Linked DNA regions of Mus musculus: region 1 is linked to region 2. A link is a contact called in public HiCAR-type data. All regions are on one chromosome and are shown on one strand. The core of a region is the stretch at or near the end of the contact, and the rest is flanking DNA. Distances in the headings are between cores, read along the strand shown.

Region 1 (3,225 bases), core at 161-2,660, 260 kb before region 2:
AAGATCTACCCTGAGATGTTAGGCGGCTCTTTCTCCTCCTGTCTAGGGAGGACATTCACGTGTTTTGCTGCATGAATCTTCCTGTGTTCAATGCCAAGATGGTCCTCAGACCATGCCTTGGTTATGTGAGCCACACTGTCTTGTGAATTGCAAGGCACCTCAGCACAAAAGCATTTTAGGTAATGACTGTAACTGTAAAGCAGGCTGCTCGTGCCATCCAACAGAAGGAAGATGCTTATGCCAATCAGATACTCTTGTTAGCACCACCATAGGTGCCATGGTATGTAATTCTGGACCAATTAGAGCATCATGAAATGCACTGAATACTGACCCAGCAGTTGTGAGAGTTAAATGAGATAATTCAGATAAAACGTTTGGCAGTGTTTGGTTCACAGAACACAGCCCCTAGCTAGAGGACGAGCCATCTTCTTTTTAAATAAACATCACATCCCCATATTGCAGATTCGAAAATGGCAGCAGACAGAAAGGTTAAGTAATTTACCCAAGGTCACACAGCTAGTGTGTGTTACCACCAGGCCTGGACACCTGACTGTCTCTCACCCACTCCCATGAGCATATGCCTAGCCAGCAGGGTAGCCAGTGGGGTGGAGAGAGTTCTTGGATCTTCCGGGGGACTCTAGAAATCTTTCCAGATCACCATTATGAGAATTAATTACTGATTCACTGGGCTGTAGCAGGTGGAAGTACTATTTAATAGCCTGCTGGTTAAGCCAGGTTTTGGAGAGAGAGAGAGAGAGAGAGGGTGAGAGAGAGAGAGAGAGAGAGAGAGAGAGAGAGAGAGAGAGAATAAAAAGAAGCATGTTACATTACTAGTCAATAGCATGTAAAATAAAAAAGCTGGAGTGATTTTAGGTAGCGTCTGAGAAACACTTTTCAAGGAGTTTTGCAAGGACAACCACACCCCACATGGATTGGATTAAGTCTTTCTGTGAATCATAGCAAAGAAAGGAAAAAAAATTCCCAGGGTCCTTCCAGGCTTCTCTCTGTCAGGTCAATGGAATCTGTGGTATCAGATAATTTTTATGACAAATTACAAATTCCCATCACTCACACCCAAGCCTGTTTGCCTGAGTGTTTGCCAGAGTCTTTTCCTTCTAGGTCTCTTCTCTTCGAGCACAGGCTGCCTTGGAAATGAATGGCAGGCCCTTTGAGGGTGGGCTGAGACAGAAGAAGGCCGTCCTGGGAGCTGAGAGGAAACCAGAGTTAGAGAGGGCTGCTGCCATCGGCTGATTGGGGTGGAGTGGGGGAGGGCTTCCTTGTCCAGCTCCCCCTACCGCACAGATGGCAGAGGCAGAGGAGCCCCAGCATCGGGTGTTTGCGGTCTGTCAGGACAGGCTGGCAAGAAAGCGAGCCCCCCTTGGAAGCTAAGCCTGAGATTAAGAAGGCCTGGCTGATTGTGTTGGCAGCTGCCGCAGCTCGCCCCTGTGCAGAGCCGGACGAGCAGGGCGGCACACGTCTGGCTTGATTTGCTCTTTGGGGCGCGGCACTTGAAAGGTGGCCCCTCCCCCCAGACTCCTTGACATTTGTCCAGAGATTAATTGGGCCTAATCCCCTTCTTGGAAGAATAGGCTGGAGAGTTTGTATTCCGGGAGGGTGAAGGGAGGCAGGCCGGGACTGCAAGCAGTAATGAAGGAGCTGGGGCTTGCTGGACGCAGGGGAAGAAAAGAGCAAATATCTCTGCTGTTCCTGGATGAGGCTGACAGGTGGGCAGGGAGACTGGGCGCCTCTGTGCCGCCAGCCCTTGCCAGAAGGTCTGTGCTCAGCAGCAGTAAGGACTCTTGACAGCACCAGCTGTCACTCAGGGAGGAAGCAGTCCCAGGACACCTTGGCCTGTCTTTCTTTCTTTTGTACCAGGCACAGAGGGTGAGAGTCTCAAGACAGGCCATCCTGACAGGGGAAGACACACTTTGCCGGGACGCTTACACTTAAAATTTGTATTGAACCAGGCATTAAAATAAACACCACTTCTTATTTTAGATTCTTTTTTTCCTTGAGGGAAGACAGGAGCAATGGACAGCTTCCTCATGCTTCAGAATAGCTTGTTGTGTGCCAGGGTAACCAGCCCAAACATTTACACAGTTAACGGCTCATTCCTAAGAAGCAACATAGGACAGGGCTTGCTTTGTTTCCATTTTACTATTGTCGGGACTTCAGTTCGGTCATCTGTACATGGTGGCAGCAAGAAGCAAGCTCAGGCATCTGGCTTGGGGCCTATCTATTTACTCCACAAGGCTGCACAGCCAGCAGGGATAAGCGTTTGGCCTAGATTATCTCCAGGTTAGAACAAGACTGAAAGTCCTTCAGAAGATACCACATCCAGGGAACTGAGGCTAACAAGCCACAGGAATAGCAAAGGCCCCTAATAAACTCAGAAGTCTACATGCCTATCGTATTACAGGTGGGAATCACCTCCAGCTAGTGACCGTACCCACTGTGCGCTGTTTCTGTGTAGAATATAGCAGACACCGGCGTAATGGAAAGGAAAGATGGGTGCCTAACCAAAGGTGCATATAAGGAGTCGGTAGGGATTAGGTTGATGGCCATCACGAGAAGTATTAATAATGAGTCAGGGCAGGGTGAGAGGACATCTAGAAAGGTTTGAGAGCATCCCTGAGAGCATCATTTGTCAGAGGCAAGATGACAAGAGCACAATGTCTGCTCAGAAGAAAAGTGAACGTACAAGTGAGAACCATTATGGGAATTCGGGGCGGTCTTTGTTGGCTTTGAGCATAGTTCTCATTCCTTCACATTGGAGCATCTCTCTTAATTCTTACTTAATCCTTCCCTGTCAGACAAGTCACTAGCCCAAGATGGACATGTGACAAAGCTGTTTCTCTGCAACACGTGTGATGTCCAGAGGGTCACTTTCCAGGTAGCCTGTTGGTTGTCACCATCTCTCCAGCAGAAGGTGGCAAGGGTGGTGAGGGGAATGGAGGTCCTGTCTCTCAGCTCTGCTCTCAGGCCCTTCTCTACTTTGCTGCCAGGACAGTTCATTTTGTCATACCCAGGATCAGTCTCTTTGCCAAAGGGGAAAACATTCCGAGTGTGTGTGTGTGTGTGTATGTGTGTGTGTGTGCGCGCACATGCGCACAGGCGTGTGAGTAAGTGTGTATAAATGTCCTTGTTTCTTAATTGCCTCTTCTGGGTCATTACCCCATCTAGCCACACATACCTCTGGCCTGCTACTTCTACCCCGCATGGCAC
Region 2 (3,041 bases), core at 474-2,973:
AAATTAATATCAGTTAAAGTTGGGATATCAGTTAACAATCAGAAATCAGGTCTCCTTTGGTTTGAGAGAGAGAATCTGAACTTAAAATATAATTTGTAGGTTAAAAAAACAACAAACCTTTGGCTATTCTATTAGTATTTTTAAACAAATTTGCAAGTATTTGTATTTTAAGCATGTAAGATATTTTAATAGGCCAAAAAGCAGCCAGGACATAATATAATACCAGATGATCAAGACTAGTTCAGACATACACCAAAGTCAATGCCAATATGGGCAGTGTGGTGAAATAGCCCAGACTTATAGTCTCAGCACTCAAGAAGCTGATGCAAGAGGAACTGAGTTTAAGACCAGCACAAGCTCCAGGGTCAGACCGTATGTCACAAAAACAAAGGAAAAATGGAGTATTAACTCCTTTAATTTATATTTTAGGGTGAACTTTGCCTATCATGTTTCTTCTTTGTCATCACCCTCTTCCCCCCACCTCCGGTCCCCAAACAAGCAGGGCCTTTGGTAAGATTCTTAGTACCTGAAACCTTGCCGTGGATAAGTAGACAGATTGGTTCTGCAAGATACTCAGTATCTGAATTGCTCATGGATTCCTGAGTTACAAAAACCCAAGCCTACCCATAATTTCTTTATAGTTACTCAGTTCTGGTGTAGATCAGAAGTTAGGTTGCAAATCCAAGGTTTGACAGGAAAGACTGAATAGTATAGCTCAAGGCTCTGTGCACTGCATTTAATATATGTAAACCAAAGACTTTAGCGGTGGGACTAGAACATCATGTGAGAAAGGCTGCATCCTGGCTGAATCCAGACACGCGTCCGGGGATCTGTTTACAGCCGTATAAGCTCAGGGACAATCTTTTTCTGGCCGGCGTGTGTTTGAGAGTCGAAAGCCAGGCATGTCGGCACACCTAGACCCTTAGGTCTTGGGAAGCTGGAGCAATAGAACCACATGTTTGAGGCTAGCCTGACCTACAGAGTGCGTCTGGTCTCCAGGTTCCTGCCCTGACTTCCTTTGAGGGTGGCCTGTGACGTGGAAGCGTAAGCCAAATAAACCCTTCCCTCCCCCAGTTGCCCATGGTTATTGCATTTTATCACAGCAGTTGAGGCCCTAAGACGTAAGTAAGCCTGTGAACCAGACGCGTGTCACACGTACATAAAAGTTCATTGTCATTAATGCTGTGCACTTTTTGATTTAATAGAATACCACTCAAGGTAGAGATTACCGTAGGCAGTGCTTTGGCTGTCTCCATTAATAACTAGTAAGTGTCCAGCAGTCTTGCCTGAAGGACCATTCAGGACGTCAGTCCTTGATCCCTAACCCATCATTTCAACTCTGTGAAAACGACACATTTAAAAACGTAGCAGAGATGAGCACTAAGAGATGAACACTAAGCAAGGCATTCCGAGCCAATACAACTGGACCTCTGCCTTAAAGTGTTTCCTTTATTCCACAGGTCCAGCCTTTTGGGCAGAGTTTAACATCTGGAAAATGCTGCTGCTGCTGTTGCTGCTGCTGCTGCCACTGCTGCATCAGAGGACCCTGGAGGGGCTGGCCTTTGTTTTCTGGCATCCAGTACTAGGGACTGCCTCCCAGACCCTGCAAGCAAGCCCAGCTGTAGATCAGACGGGAAATTCATTTCCCACAGCTGACAGATGGACTTGGATCTCTTTTGAGACTGAAATCGTCACTGAAGACACTTGAGGGAGAATCTTCTGAAAGCCCCGGCTCTGCGCATGATTCATCTTCTGGAATTTCCATGTGAATCACAGCTCTGCACCTGGATGGACTTTTGTTTGTGATATATTTTTTTTTTTGGCCTGAACATTTGCTGCTAATGGAACTTACACAGAGTGCGGCTCTATGGAAGCCCAAGTTTCTTTGTTAATTTAAATGAAAAAGGGAGAGGGAGGGAGGGGAAACCCCTCCCACCCACCAAGTTTGGATCCTGGACCTCAGCTTGAACAGTATTCCAGTGAGGGCAAAGATTGGGTGGGGTTCTACTGCAGACATCCCCTTACCCAGTGCGGTATTGTCAACACCCCTCCCCCGTCCCCCTCTTCCTCCAAGGCTTTGAGTTGGCTGCTGGCTAGCAAACTCCTTCTTACCCATTAAGTTATTTAATATAATAATGAAGCGCAACACTGTGGTAGGAAAATAGCCACTAGGGGGGAAAAAAGGCAGAGATTGTCACTGTCGGACTGCCCATCCTGCAGGAAGGGTCACTGTAGGATTGCTCATCCTGCGGGAAGGGACCATGTTTTCTTTACCCTTCTGAGCTGTTTACAGCTGACCACTGTGTCCTATAGATGTATTTTTCAGTAGGTTTTGTTTTTGTTGTTGTTAACTTAGTTTTCCATGATGCTGCCCCATCCCCATAAATGTAAATGCTATGACTTTAAGGGTCTTGGGGGGAGGATCCATGACCTAAACACAGTCGTTTTTTTTTTTTTTCCTAACTTATTTTTCATTATTCTCTGGAGTCAGTTGGTGGCTAAACATATAAACAAGGAATCCATTAAGAAAACTTACCTCCTCGCCCCGCAGCAGTGACCAAATGCAAACCAGGTTGCTGATAATTCTGATCAACTTTAACATCTAAATTAGGTCTGTAGTTGTTCTGCAGGCAGCCATTACGATACTCTAGGAGAAACTTTAGAGTAGTGATCCCCTGCTAATGAAAATGCACAATGCCAAGTTCCAGCCATGTTGGTTAACCCTTCTGACGCCATCCTGAGAATCAGCATGTCTTAACCGTGCGTCATCTCAACAGGCTTGGCCTGTCTCCAAGTTGTCCCTTCACAATGTCAATACATTTTAAGCTCTGCAGCCAGGAGTTGTGGCGTCTTCTTTTGCTTTCTGGATGGAATTGTGGGTGGAGGGATGGGCTCATAGCCATAGCCATTCAACTGGTTCAAAATTCATCCACTCCTGAGGGAAAGACCTTAGGAATATAGGCACAGATGCGCGTTTGTTTTCTACAAAGAAATCCTAGGCAACATTCAGCCACTAATATTTTTCAGACACAGTCTAAGGT

The links. HiCAR-type assays count read pairs that join an accessible place to other places.
Region 1: a contact with region 2 is called in a HiCAR-type map of astrocytes, with 2.8 times the contacts expected there. The contact joins two enhancer-like sites. A contact is called at or near these places in 1 of 15 datasets of contacts at CTCF or cohesin (the NIH/3T3 cell line), 1 of 484 Hi-C or Micro-C datasets (bone marrow-derived macrophages), 3 of 115 datasets of contacts at active chromatin or transcription factors (astrocytes, bone marrow-derived macrophages and fibro-adipogenic progenitors) and 1 of 9 other capture datasets (embryonic stem cells).

Annotation. Positions count from the first base shown.
Region 1 is chr5:99,477,891-99,481,115 of GRCm38.p6, reverse strand. All of the region lies in intron 2 of A930011G23Rik (RIKEN cDNA A930011G23 gene), which reads left to right. It overlaps Gm42125 (a long non-coding RNA gene), which reads left to right. Exons shown (of 2, transcript XR_880471.1): 2 at 1-769. Among named protein-coding and RNA genes, the nearest start is that of Gm42125, 8.6 kb to the left of the region's middle. Within about 2 kb of position 1,410, at least 129 of the 459 cell types and tissues checked have an H3K27ac peak or open chromatin away from gene starts, as enhancers often do. A contact at or near this core is called in astrocytes, where this site is marked.
Region 2 is chr5:99,217,218-99,220,258 of GRCm38.p6, reverse strand. Rasgef1b (RasGEF domain family, member 1B) reads left to right here. Exons shown (of 14, transcript NM_181318.4): 14 at 1,461-2,839. The coding sequence ends at 1,485. Among named protein-coding and RNA genes, the nearest start is that of Rasgef1b, 34 kb to the left of the region's middle. Within about 2 kb of position 1,723, at least 20 of the 459 cell types and tissues checked have an H3K27ac peak or open chromatin away from gene starts, as enhancers often do. A contact at or near this core is called in astrocytes, where this site is marked.